3 separate regions of the Mus musculus genome follow, and all the other regions are linked to region 1. A link is a contact called in public ChIA-PET and HiChIP or PLAC-seq data. All regions are on one chromosome and are shown on one strand. The core of a region is the stretch at or near the end of the contact, and the rest is flanking DNA. Distances in the headings are between cores, read along the strand shown.

Region 1 (4,654 bases), core at 605-3,104:
TGTTCAATGCAAATAAGAAAAAGTAACACACAAAAAAGGAAATATAGAGGAGAAACTGTTAGAATTATTATTTCACCTCAAGATAGTAGGAGAGCTCCCTCTTATATTTTACAATTGTAAAGTAAAATAGAACTGCAAAGACTTTGTGTTTCAGGGGTCAGCCCATTACTTGCCAGACCCTGAAGAGGGGTCCAGGAGAGCAATGCTCACAGTGGGCTGACTCCAGATAGTGGCGTGGCATTTTATCATCGCTAAGCACTTTTCATCTCACCCATGCTGTCTGAGATCTCCCAGGCAGACAGGAGTATCGACTGAGTATGAGGAATCATTCTGTTCCCTTGGGTTCTGGCTAAATCTGTTCAGACAGGACAAGGCAAGATTACAAACACAATCCCGTTTATGGAGGTTTCATCTTGAATTAAGAGTATCAATGGTTAACAAATGAAAACTACTATTCTAATGAGAAAAAAATGCATAGGAAATGACTAGATCCTTATTGAGATATAGCAGAGGCTAATGCCAGAGGTTAATTTCTGTCTCTCCCATTTAAGCTTCCTAACTAGCTCAGTCTTATCCATATACCAATAGCAATAACAGTACCATATGCAGTCTCTCTGTCTGTGTCTGTGTCTGTGTCTGTGTCTGTGTCTGTGTCTGTGTCTGTGTCTGTGTCTCTGTCTGTGTCTGTGTCTGTGTCTGTGTCTGTGTCTGTGTCTGTGTCTGTGTCTGTGTCTGTGTCTCTGTCTGTGTCTGTGTCTGTGTCTGTGTCTGTGTCTGTGTCTGTTTGTGTGTCTGTATCTGTGTCTGTGTCTGTGTCTGTGTCTGTGTCTGTGTCTGTGTCTCTGTCTGTGTCTGTGTCTGTGTCTGTGTCTGTGTCTGTGTCTCTGTCTGTGTCTGTGTCTGTGTCTGTGTCTGTGTCTGTGTCTGTCTGTGTCTGTGTCTCTGTCTGTGTCTGTGTCTCTGTCTGTGTCTGTGTCTGTGTCTGTTTGTGTGTCTGTGTCTGTGTCTGTGTCTGTGTCTGTTTGTGTGTCTGTGTCTGTGTCTCTGTCTGTGTCTGTTTGTGTGTCTCTGTCTGTGTCTGTGTCTGTGTGTGTCTGTGTCTGTGTGTGTCTGTGTCTGTGTCTGTGTCTGTGTGTGTCTGTGTCTGTGTGTGTGTCTGTGTGTGTCTGTGTCTGTGTGTGTGTCTGTGTGTGTGTGTGTGTGTCTGTCTGTGTCTGTGTCTGTGTCTGTGTGTATGTGTGTGTGTGTCTGTGTCTGTGTGTGTGTCTGTGTCTGTGTGTGTGTCTGTGTGTGTGTGTGTCTGTCTGTGTCTGTGTCTGTGTGTGTGTCTGTGTCTGTGTGTGTGTCTGTGTCTGTCTGTCTCTCTCTCCTCTCTCTCTCTCTCTCTCTCTCTCTCACACACACACACACACACACACATGTTAAACTAAATTAAACTTAAAAATGATATAAAAATAGCATGAATGGTGACTGAAAAAGCCTTTATTCCAAGATAATATTGTGCCCTGCCACATGTGATCCAGGCTGTCCAAGGTTCCTGTTGCAAAGAAACAAGCTCATAGCCATTCTGCTCCTCCCAGTGATAGCAAAAGAGAAATGAAAGTTTCTCTCTCAGCACCTTGGATCGTGTTCACAGAAGAGTAAACCCGTAAGAGTAGTGACTGCCAAACAAACAAAGAAAGTGAAGGTTCTGGAGTCCAGCAGTGCATGAAGGCACAACAGCACCATGGTCATTAGCCCTCCACACACGCTTCTCCTTTTGTGGCTCTTGTTTCATCTTCCAGTTTGCATCATCGTTCCAAATGGCAACCAGAGCTTCGATCGTCACATCTGCAGCCCAAACCTCAGGAAGAAAAACCAAAAAGCTACATACCCCTGACTTTACACGGGCTAGGCAGAAGTCAAATTCTCACAGGCTAGGACTTCGTCATTTTGTCCTACCTAACTACAAAGGACAAATGCAATCTTTTGGTTGCTGGCTTATGCATTCTGGATAGAAATTTGTTTCTGAAGAAGAAATAGAAAAGGCATTCTGAAGGGCTTCAGCAGCTCCTAGCCCTTCGTCACAGCCAGGGGGAGGGTAAGGATTTACAGCTGAGCACAGATACGTAGCCTTGAACTTCTCCAGTGGTGATCCCAGGTCCACGGGTAAGCTTTCCACTTCCTCTACGTGCCAACCACTTTCACTGCTTTAATTATTTTAGAATAAAACAATTGCAGAAGATTTTTCAAAATGTAAAGCAGAGAAGCGGAGATTGTGTGCTTTATAAATCAATAGCCCCTTTGTGCCAAATAGCCATTCTGTAATGGGATTTTTCTCCAGACTTCTCAGAGCATTTGGCCTGGCAAGGTTGACCCTTGTTGACCCTTGATAAGTTATAAACTGGCTCATTCATCTTAAAGAGAAAAAGTGTTATTCATTCTCTTACAGGAAATCCTCCATGCATTTAACTTTAAATGCACTGGATTTTCAAAAGGCTGTTTTTACACATAGAATTCTGTTGCCATATATTCAGAGTATTAACAAACAACAATACATATTAATGAATGCTGTAAAATACCCTTGCATAATTGTTTTCCTAAATATTTATTTACAAATACTAGAAACTAAGCTTAATTCTTCATAGGCAAATAAATCTAAGCAAACATTATTTTTGGTTTGGTTTGGTTTTGTTCTATACTCTGAAATTAAGAAATACATTGTAGAATTTTCCTAAAAGATGTTTGGCACCCAGAAGAAATAATCCACACATACAAATTGTTCCGAATGACTTTGAAGTGTTTTTATTTTAGCTGGCCTGCATCAATCTCTGCAAATTATTAGGAGGAATAATTGATTGACTTTAATCGGATTTGTCATTGTTAATGCTTTCAGGTGAGCCAGTATTTAAAGACTGTGTATGAATAAGTGAGATGTGTTTGGAAAGAGAAGCATATGACCACGAGCAGCAGTGTGTCCGGTGACGTCCGCTTGTAACGTTGCTAAAAACAAAAATAAAACAAACTATTTACTTCCTGTCAAGTTAGAAATAAAATGGTAATCATGGATGAAATGCAAAATAAAGCAAGCTCTCCAGTCTATTGATTAAAACACCGGGGGCGGACAGGGATCATTTTGACTACTCGTTGTAAAAGGTCCAAGGATGAAGAAGACATGAATCAATGCCCTACAATTGAAATCATGTTGTCAGAGAAACTCAGAGGACAAGTGACAGTGAAGCAAGTCCCTAAGAATAAAGAGATGGGAGAAACTAGGAATCAGAAGTCAAAGCACTCCCTAGACATACGGCCCCTTTCCCCCAAAGGCATGGCTGCCCTCCCCTACCCTCTCACAAAGAGCTGTTCTGGGGCAGCCTTACTCTTCCATGATCCTACTTAGACTCAGTTTGTACTTCCTTTTCAAATGACAAGTATTTAATTCTTCAGACACCCTTTTAACCTGATCTAGATTATATGTATATGTACATATATAGAGAGAGAGAGATATTAGAAGCTTAGATATTCTATAAAATCATACATGTAGCTTAATGAATTCACATATTCTAGAACAGTCTTACTGTACACTTAGGATTATCTAAAGTCTCAAGATGAAATCAAATGTGATGCTACCAGATTCTTGTGGACCAGGAGAACAAGTCCCACATTTTGGGGGTACTTATCTATTCTTTAAAATATTGAAATAATCAATAGATATTCGATTGAAAATGCAAAGAGTGACCCTGGTAGTTTGCACAGATCTAACTCAGAACCGTTCAGATGTTTCTTGGGTTAAAAGAACGTGTTTTCTAATGAGAAAATCACATCCTTTATGCAACAAAGGCTGTTTTCAACAGCCCGAGCACTAGCACTGTTAAATAGACCATCGAGGACAGCTGTTCAAGTTCAACAGTGAAATAATTAGGCATTCTCCACTGCTGCCATTTGAGATGAGCTGCCCAGACAAGGACTCCAAGGAAAGGAATCAAGAGTTTGTAACAGAAGACTCGAGAGGGGAATACTGTGAATAGAATGAGTAACACCAAGTGGCATTAGGATTCTAGACTAGCTCTGCTAAAGATTTATATCCATGAAAATCCCAAACCTAAATAAAGTAAGCCATGGAATGTTGGAAGGATCTCAGTGAGGGGAACATGTGTGGGGCTGCCAAATGGGTCATTGTTTCTAAAAATGATGTGTCCCAAGATGACAGCAAACTTGCTTTTCAGACAACTGGTGTTTATATGTGCTCCCGTGCCAGCCCTTGCTTCCGTCTTGATTTGTTGGAACAAGCCTGGGGTGTCATCCACATGAGTTGATGTGGCTGTGTGGGCATGTTTCTAGTTCATGAATAGCAATTTCTTTTGCTGTACGTTACTCTAATATTTGGGAAGGGGGATGAGTGAGGTCAGGTTGAACATTTCATTCAACATGCAGTTAAGAAACACCAGAACTCTGAGTCTATAGGGACCTCTCTTTACTGAAATTCACATTCACATGACTAATTTGTTATTTGTACAGTTTAACTAACATCCTTCATGATGATTTATTTAAAAGAAGGCTTTTTTTTAACAATCAAAAAGCATCTGTTAGGTTTCATTTTGTCCGATTTAATTTGTTGGATTCATCATTGACTGTTGGAAACGGTTTGATGAAGGACTCCATCATTTCTCAAGGA
Region 2 (4,654 bases), core at 579-3,078, 220 kb before region 1:
TCATTTTATAATAAATGTACACTTATATAAAAATATTCCATATGCTTCTTCCTATGGAAAACTGCCAGTGAGATTTTATTGTCTTAAAACTGCCACAGGTGGCGATTTCTTTTAATCATGCAGATATTCTAGATTTAAAATACATTTAGTCTTGAATACCTAATGCATTCATATAATTTAAGCTATAGTGTATCTCTTTTCATCTTTGCCTTCCAACTCATTTAGACCCCTGGGTCTTTCCTGTCATGGTACACATGTACATTATATATGATCTATAGAAGTGATAAACTGGAAAACACATCATTCCATGTAACTGCTTTTCCTCCAATAACTAACAGAGATGGTTCTGTATTAACCATAAAGGCCAGCTTGGTGCCTTACTCTATGAATATACCATGCTTTATGTAAAGAGCTCTACTTACCAACAATGACGGTATTCAAACAACCATATGATCTTGTGTTCATATCTGTAGACACACAGGCAAACATTCCTGCAGGTTCTAAGTTGTGAGATAAGTCCTTACAAATTCAGCTGTATTTTAAAATCCAGACATTTGTTATGTCGATTGTAAAATTATCATATCTATAGAAATACACCATGCAAATGATTCAAAATAACATCTTCATTTTAACTGGTATTAGCCATGGGTTTTCTGCATTTCCTTTTTTATGATCTGGAAATTATATGTATATGTAGTTTTGTTTTTTATATTCTTCTTTTCTCTCCCTGTTTTCTTTTTCATTTTTCTCCTGTTTTCTTTTTTCTATCCCTCTTTCTTCTTTCCTTTCCTCTTCTTCCAGATTACTTTCCTATTAATGATCAGGTTGAGAGCTATGTAACCACTAGATGGTGGTACAAGCACACAGGGAGAAATATTTTGTAAACAGACTAGGTATTAGTTTTGATTTCCTGCTTAGTTTTTAAATTGCTGTACACTTGGGCCCTCAAATGCCTCCTAAGGGACATCACTGTGGTCGCTGCTTAGTAGTTGAGCCAACATAACACTGATGTTGGGCTTTTATAGCAGCTGCCGTGGACCACTTTATGTTGATGGTGAGACTGTTTTTAGAATGCTCATTGCTTGCACGGATTAACTCTTCAGTAGGCATCTGTTAGGTTTCCTGAGTGATTTTAAGTGCTTGCTTATATTCTTGACTGATTTACAGAACCTACGATGTTGCAGTTGAGACCACTTAGAATTTATAATCTTGCTTTATTTAGTTGACTGAATTTTATGAAGAAATAGTAGTTCCCTAGCGATCTCCTACAATGACAAAAGGCAGCTACTTACTCTGGTTAGCCCGATCCACTGCAGTTCAGAGATTCATACAAACCTGTATCATCCATCATCATCTCAATGTATAAAATGTATTTTTAATATCTTGGAATTTGTGACAAAAGTACTTTTCTATGCGTGCACTGCATAATTTTTGATTTTGGGAAGTATATGTTTTCTCTGTGGGGAATGCATGGAAATCTGGGCTGTGAATGTTTGTATCAGTAAATTCTTCTTAAATCACAGAAGAAAAGAATCCTGTGACATTGAAGGGCATTTGCTTATAGAGCTACATGCTAAGCTTAGCATTTTAAACTCTTGAAAACCAGCTAAATGCAAGGCTGTGTGCTCAGCCCCTCTCCCCCACGCTCCACACCCCACTCTGCAAATGTTCTGTGCAGACAGGGTGTGGATTCCTTCTCCTGTTTGGCGGTGTCTCTATGTGGTTTGTGGGGATGGCTATATGATTCTTTCTTGCTCTGCGACAGCATGTTCCTGTCAATTGTCAAGTGCATGTGTTTTCCTGAGAGGCGCTCTTGCAAGCAAGTTCCCGCTTAAAAGCTTCTATGAGTCATTTCTTTGGGGACCAGTGTTGAGGCATATCACCCCATTTGCATCAGGGTTGCCTGACTTAGTAAAAAAGAAAAAAAGAAAGATTAACATTTTAGCTAAACTATCTGAAAGGTTTGGATAGTAATAAGGCTTTCTTACCACTTAATATGCCCTGGTGAAACTCTATGATCTGCTATGTAGTAACATTGTTAAACTGTTACACCTGGAAGGCTTCATTTAAGACATTTGCTGTCTAACTAAAAGGAGATGGTTTCTTGTTATTCATTCACACATAAGGGAAGGCAAAAATAATCACCGACTTGCATTCAACAAAACACGGAGTTAAGAGAAGCAGTCCCTAAGATGATGAGCCCATTGGCACCCTGCTCCATGAGGTAGAATCTACTGCAGCTGCGTCCTCAGTTTTATTAGGAAAGATAGCCCATTTTGTGATCTACGACGTTTAAATCAATTGAACTGTAGTGAAATCTCTCCCCTGAAATGGCTATTACACAGCTTGCAACCTTTTGTTCAAGAGATTAAGTTTGCATCTCCTCACATTATCTCCTTGTAATTGGAAAACTTTCATTTTGACGCAGAAAATGTGCCAGCGTCCCCGAGAGCCTTGCCACAAGCCAATGCAGAATGCCATCTGGAGGGTCCGTGCCCACATCAGGCGGCAGCCTCCTGTCGGGCAGGATCTGGAACTTTGCAACGAACAACTAATAACATCTTAAGCTCCATTTGTCTAGCTCATGAGTGCTCTTGGCAGAGGTCATAACCAGCAGTGGTTTTCTTGATTTGCTGCATCAAATGTAATTAGGTTAAAGCACTCACTGACAGAGCCTCTGATAATGGCATGAAAGCCTCAGGCTTGAATTTACCCATCCAGTCAAATTTAAGTTTAGAGCAGCAAAGATGTATTAATTTCATCACTGGGACAATGAATATTGGTAAACTTGAAAGGTATTTATTTGGAACAAAGCAGTTTTCCTTCCTTTGGATTTCATACGTCTTTGGTTTCTGTTTTAAAGTTGAATTGAATCAATGCATGTTCTGGTTCCTAGCTTCTGATAAAGTCGCTGATGTCCCCTGCTAGGAGACATAGTCTCATGTGCACACAAACCACACATCTGAACCATTGGTCATACTGTGTAAAATGATAAGATATCTTCAGCGTGTTACTCTGCATAACTGAATTCTGACAGTTGTTATTCATAAAGACAGAAACGACACCGTGGTTGACCTTTTAACCCTTGCCTGTTGAAAAACTCCAGGGTAGCAGAGGTCTCTTCATAAATGAGTCAGGTCGTGGCTGTGAGTAAAACAGAGAACCATTGCTGAGGGTTAAATTTAGGGCAAGCTCGGGCCCAGAGCATGAGACAGACGTTAGCTATTATTAAGGGTATACAAAAAGAGTTTCTGCTCTCTGCTAGAGAAAGAGAGAGCTGGAGTGTGGTCTCAGCCAGAAGGCAGAGGTTCCTGGCATGGCTGCAATGTTAATGATCCTCACAAGGCTTTAAGAATCAGCAGTGGAGTTAGGATGTGACATAAAAGACAGTCTCAGGAGGGCTGAATTTTTCAAACTGACTTCCACATTTCTTCTCCTGTCCCTGTCTCTTAGAAATACTGGCACTACTGGAGCCAGTGGAGGAGCACAACTGAAATCTCTCAGGAACAGCAGTGATTCCCGTTGACTTTGTACCTCATTGGGGGATGGGGTGTTAGTTTGAATGTTTCAGGTGGTTCTCCTTCTGATAAAAGCAATAGGCATGTGTGAGGATGAGGTTAAGTAAGTGTTTATTTGAGGATTTAATATTGCACACGCTGATGGAGTACAGCAATTACCGTGCTGTGATTTTCATATTCATATGTGCCATATTTATTTGTTGTTTACCTCTCTGCATAATGGAAATGCCATGAAAATCTGTTCCTTCTACTGCTTTAATTTTAAATGAAGCTAAATGTTATGTATAATTTTAAGTTACAGATTGCTAATTTCATTCTGTTTTAAATACTCTACACATAAGAAGCTCTTAGGCTCCTGCAGGAGTCCCTGCTTTGAGCAGAATCAAAGCATAATTCTCTCAGTAATTATATAATAGGTAGGTAGTTAATAGATTAAACATGAGCCCGAGACATCATCACATCGACAGTCTATTTCAAACCATATAGTTACCTGTGCTGTTCATATGTATATGACTCTCTGTAAATAGAATGTGTATGCCTTTGTAACTTTCCTGACAAATATAATGTAGTTAAAAGCTTACTGCATCTGTTGTAAAGTATTTGCATCTAGCTTACTTATTAGTAATCTGGTTACAGACTCGGTACTTGGTGAAATGGTTGCGAAAGCTTCAGGAACAACCCAGTTTTCACCTACTTTCACGATAGTATTTTAAAGAGGCTGCCAATGGCAGAATGCAAAGCTAGTTTACCTTATAAAGGAACAAAGCAAGGGAAACATTGAAAAATTAACTCTATAGCTGTTGTGTAGCTTTCTGTCACTAGCCTGAGAATCCCTTCATGTGCTGTATCTCAACTTCTGTTTCCTGGCCCATCCTTTTTTTTCCTCTCCTCAACTCCAGAGCTGTATCTGGAACCTGGTTATATGCCATCCAAGACCTACTAAAATTATTCACTCATTTAATATGCATCACTCTACACTTAGCACATATATATCTATATCTACCTAGATGTCTCTATCAATCTATTTATCTATGTAGATATTTGTTAGAGATATTCATATTTAGATGTCTATATAGAGATATTTAGATAAGGTCTCTCCTGCTGGCTACAGCCTTCATGGGAACAAATCTATGTCA
Region 3 (4,654 bases), core at 1,374-3,873, 140 kb before region 1:
AGATTTTGAGTCAGAGATTTTGTGTTTCCCTGTGTGTGGTATTTTCAGAGAGTGTTATAAATGAATGCAGTATTAATTTACTTAAAGCTAAATATTGATGGGATTCATAGAACAATCTGCTAAATATTAATACAATTTATCCACTTATAACTTTATAAACCTGACATATTGCATACGGTTAGTGCTAATCTGTTTTAGACATTCATTTAGGCTGACCTATGACCATAGTACATTATGTTCCTTGAAATATTTATCTTGTCATTTAGAAACAGGATTACAATTAATGTGACACACATGACTCTAAATTGGTACTTCAACTAGAGCTGTGTAGGTAATGAATTAGCTACAGCTCGGAACCCCTCTGCTCATAATTTAAATTACAAGCCTTTAGTTGATGTCTGATTGTGGTCTATTAAATAAGTCACAGAATCAAAGAACCACATTTTGTTTGGATGCTAGAACTAGGTGGGAGGTGATATTTTTAATTTAATTTACTTAACCTTAGGCTAATGTGTCCATATTCAGGTAAGAAAAATAAACACAAGAGAGAGCATCTATCTATTAATATTAAGAGCAAAGTAAAAATGATAGGCAGAGTTGATCTAAGTTAGATATACTTGAAAATACTTTTGGTTCTCTCCCAAAGAAAAGAAGTGTGTGAAGTGACCTTTCTCCAGGACTTAGTCTTCTTGACATTTTTTAGAAAAGTTCACCTAAAATAAAATTAAATAAATAATAAGTCTGTGGTAGATGGCTCAGTAGGTGATATGCTTCCTGAAGTCCTATAAGGCCCTGAGTTCCGATCTCCTGCATCTATAGGAATCCAGGTGAGGTATCCCTACAAACAGACAGGAGTCAGAGACAGGGGAATCCCCAGAAGCTCTTAGGACATTATCCTGGCATAGGCAGCATTGAATAAGAGAATCTATTTCGCATAAAGATGAAGGTGAGAACTGACACGCAGGTTGTCCTATGTGTTGCACACACCCACACATGATGATCTGGACAAGGGCATGAGCACGCACAAACCCAGAAAGATAAAAAGATAAAGAAAAATAAAGGAGTTTATGATTTCTATGGTTCTTTCTCAACATGGGCTTTGCTAATCTGCAAGTTCCAGAATGCACTGGATAGATACACGATGATCATCTGTTGAAGATGCTTTCAATAATAGATTGAAACCATAGGAATAGGTCATTGCAAGTTCCCAGTATGACAGTTCAGTGCTGAGAAGCCGTGACTGACTGTGTGGGTTATTTTTATTTTTGTTGTACACTGTGCTCTTATGCATATATTCACAGTGGAATGACCCTAGCACTCAAGTCAATTAGCATATCTATCCTCTCACATTAATATGAGCTTGAAAACACATAGCAAGAATAGGTGGGTTTTACTTTTAGGAAATTTCTAGAATACCATTACAATATTACTATTATCATCATCCTCTACATTAGATCTTTAAATAGATTATGTTTTGATGCTAATAGTACATGGTAAACATTACACAGCTTACATGTTACTGACAAACTTGTGACATATGCTTAGTGTTATATGTGATTTGATATATCTGAAACATTTCTGCACAAGCTAATACAGTTCGTAGAAGGAGGAATTATATTTAAACATTTTTATTTTTTCAGTTGAAATATTCATATAATAGAGATGTAGTTAGTGAAAATTAAAATGCTTCTTGAGAACTCTTTTTCAGTGCACCAAATTAAAAATAGCTCCATAGGGTTCATAGAACTACGAGTGCCCTCAGTTGGTAGTAAATAGAAACCTAAGAATCTTAACTTTCTTCTGATTATTAAACTCTTGTTGAAAAGTAAATTAAATGTTGGTAGCAGACAGGGGCCAAGATCAACAAAGGCCTGCATAGTTCTAGTCCAATGGGAGAGTCTAGACTAGTGTAATAATCACAAGAACACATGTGTCAGTTATATGGCACCATCTAGATTAGAATGAATTCAGTGGATAAAGTTTGACACGCAAACTTTATATGCCCCAGTACAGGGGAACGCCAGGGCCAAAAAGGGGGAGTGGGTGGGTAGGGGAGTGGGGGTGGGTGGCTATGGGGGACTTTTGGTATAGCATTGGAAATGTAAATGAGCTAAATACCTAATAAAAAATGGAAAAGAAAAAAAGTTTAGAGAAGAATGCACAACATTATATAAGGAAGAACGGGTACAGACTTTCAATTCACACAGAGGGGCTGGAATCTAGACTGCTATTTTTAAGCTATATGAGACTTTTTGTTTTTAACGACTCTAGGCATTTTCTGTGTTATAACCTGCTCCTGATATTATAAAAATCAAGCAAGGTCATATGTGTTAATAATTCAGAACATTGCATCACACCAAACAACTAACTTTTGTCACCAATTTTGTTACTAATTACAAACTAATTGTAATGTTTTAAAATTGTTTTTTGTCAGCAAAAGGCTTCATGGGTGGAAGAGGAAGCTGTAAATGCAGGCTTAGCATTCATGAACGCTCTGGATTTGATCCCTAGCAGCCCATGAACTGGGGGGTGCGGTGGTACCCATGAGCTCTTAGGGAGTAGAGTCAAGAAAATCAATGCTTCAAAATCACCTCTGAGAAACTCCACCCAGCAGCTGACTCAGAAAGATACAGAGAAACCTACAGCCAAACAGTGAATGGAGCTTGGGGACTCTTGTGGAGAATAGAAGGAACGATTGGGGGCCCTAAAAGAGGATAAAACTCTATAGGAAGACCAACAGAATCAACTAGCCTGGACCCTTGGGCTCTAAGAGTTTGAACCACTAACCAAAGAACATACATGGGCTGGATCTAGGCCTCCCTCTGGAACAACTGGAGCGGGATCTATCCCAAAAGCTGCTGCCTGTCTGTGAGATAATGTTCTTCTATCTGGGCTGCCTCCTTGCAGAGACTTGAAGTGCCAGAGTGGGAGGAGGATTGGGGGAGGGGAACCTACCTGCTCAGAGGAAAATAGGAAGGGAAATGAGGGAAGGACTGTGGGAGGGTATGCCAGGGAGTGGGGCAGTGAGTGAGATGTAAGGTGATTAAGTTGAAAAAAATAAAATAGCTTTTAAAAAACGAAAATAAAACATGACAACAAAAGTTTTAAGGGAAGATGTTTCGGTTGGGTATTGAAGGATGAGACTTTGGATAAAAGAGAGACACGGGAGAGAAGCTTTCCAGGCAGACAATGAGCAGGAGAGAGCGAAGGTGGGCACACAATGACACCTGTGAACAAGGGAGAGGCTTCTCATCAAGCGGGCAGCAACCGGAGCAGGAATTTGTACCATAAAATGGGTTCCGATGGCCAGAAGCTGTGCGAGCCAAAGGTTTTGACAGTGGAGAATGCTCATTTGCTTCGCCCTCCATGTATGCGCTCCAGCATAAATTTTAACGGTTGTACTGTGAACGGAATGCTTTTGTGTTAGGATTTTACCTGAACTGTAGTCACAGTGTCTTGAGTACTATAAGCAATGACCATATTGACACTTATACAATTTATTTAATGATCTTAAATCAATCCTCTCCTGATCTCTTTCTACTTTATTTTCTGTTATACACGTTGGTATTAATAGCTGTTTGTGGATGGCCATTCCTTTATAAATAAAACGCGAATATGACGAAAAAAAGAAGGCCACTAAGTCCTCAGGAATTTTTAAGATTAAAATTCCATGGAAGAGCAACAGAAAGTACATTTTAGAAGTTTTAGCATTAAATAAATTTTTTTCTTTTAGAATTAAAAAATTACAAACTTTATTTCAAAAACCTTGCTGCATCAGCAACAACAATAAAACCACACATACACACACACACACACACACACACACACACACACACACACACACACACTCCAAAATTAACCAGACCAGGGTCCACACACCTCAATGAGTGGTCATTATACAGTTAGTCATTTGGAAAGGAAGCTGTGTGGCTATACATTGGATTTTATGATGAATATATTTTATGCAGTTTTCTGCCACCCAAACTAAAAACCTAGGAGATTTAAAACTAGGCAAACAACTAGATTTTTTTTTGTCCTTTTTCATAACATATCCATCACCAGTATCCAGTCCACATCCCCTAATTTTTAATCTTTCTTGTCCTTTTCTACATTGCACTGGAGCTATATGAACAGTTGTTTACATATATACACCAGTTATTGGCTAAATTTCACATATAAGAAAGAACATACTTTTTTTTTTTTTGCTTTCTGAGACTGTATATATTAATACCATACATTCTAAGTCCATCCATTTTTGTTTTTCATTATGGTATAAATGCTGACTTTACTTTCAGTATAGTCTCTGAGAAAATACCAGATTTTAATGTAAGAATTAATTATAATACATATTGATTTAGAATATCTATATCAAAACTTTGGTCCAAGTTCATAAATAAGAAAATTTCTGCCTTTGAGCAGTTAAAATACCAGTTTTGGGAACTTAGCATTAAGTTTAGTATATATAAAAAAATCAGCCAGCAATTTGAACTGTAGAATAACCCAGTATAACATATTGTGAAAATGTAAATAGGATGTGTTTTTTTAAATACCCTATTTAACTTTAAGTGAAATCAATTTTCTAGCTACCTGTTTGGTAGGCTGGCTTTCTTGTCCTTAAGAGTCAATAGTGACCTGTATTTCTTAACTTGACTAT

What was found. ChIA-PET counts read pairs in DNA pulled down with a chosen protein or histone mark. HiChIP or PLAC-seq counts read pairs in DNA pulled down with a chosen protein or histone mark.
Region 2: a contact with region 1 is called in a BATF HiChIP or PLAC-seq map of CD8 T cells, with 10 read pairs. The contact joins two enhancer-like sites. A contact is called at or near these places in 2 of 39 promoter capture datasets (the C10 cell line and the HPC-7 cell line), 4 of 15 datasets of contacts at CTCF or cohesin (CD8 T cells, the G1E-ER4 cell line, large pre-B cells and 1 more), 18 of 484 Hi-C or Micro-C datasets (B cells, the C2C12 cell line, CD4 T cells and 12 more) and 5 of 115 datasets of contacts at active chromatin or transcription factors (CD8 T cells, the SCID.adh cell line, bone marrow-derived macrophages and 2 more).
Region 3: an RNA polymerase II ChIA-PET map of memory CD8 T cells shows a contact between it and region 1, with 8 read pairs. The contact joins two enhancer-like sites. A contact is called at or near these places in 3 of 484 Hi-C or Micro-C datasets (the HPC-7 cell line, bone marrow-derived dendritic cells and nephron progenitors) and 1 of 115 datasets of contacts at active chromatin or transcription factors (memory CD8 T cells).

What each region holds. Positions count from the first base shown.
Region 1 is chr2:79,179,262-79,183,915 of GRCm38.p6, forward strand. No RefSeq gene overlaps it. Among named protein-coding and RNA genes, the nearest start is that of Gm35813, 50 kb to the right of the region's middle. Within about 2 kb of position 1,855, at least 59 of the 459 cell types and tissues checked have an H3K27ac peak or open chromatin away from gene starts, as enhancers often do. A contact at or near this core is called in CD8 T cells, the SCID.adh cell line, memory CD8 T cells and 2 more, where this site is marked.
Region 2 is chr2:78,958,718-78,963,371 of GRCm38.p6, forward strand. No RefSeq gene overlaps it. Among named protein-coding and RNA genes, the nearest start is that of Gm37004, 12 kb to the right of the region's middle. Within about 2 kb of position 1,829, at least 51 of the 459 cell types and tissues checked have an H3K27ac peak or open chromatin away from gene starts, as enhancers often do. A contact at or near this core is called in CD8 T cells, the SCID.adh cell line, pro-B cells and 1 more, where this site is marked.
Region 3 is chr2:79,043,063-79,047,716 of GRCm38.p6, forward strand. No RefSeq gene overlaps it. Among named protein-coding and RNA genes, the nearest start is that of Gm37004, 73 kb to the left of the region's middle. Within about 2 kb of position 2,624, at least 4 of the 459 cell types and tissues checked have an H3K27ac peak or open chromatin away from gene starts, as enhancers often do. A contact at or near this core is called in memory CD8 T cells, where this site is marked.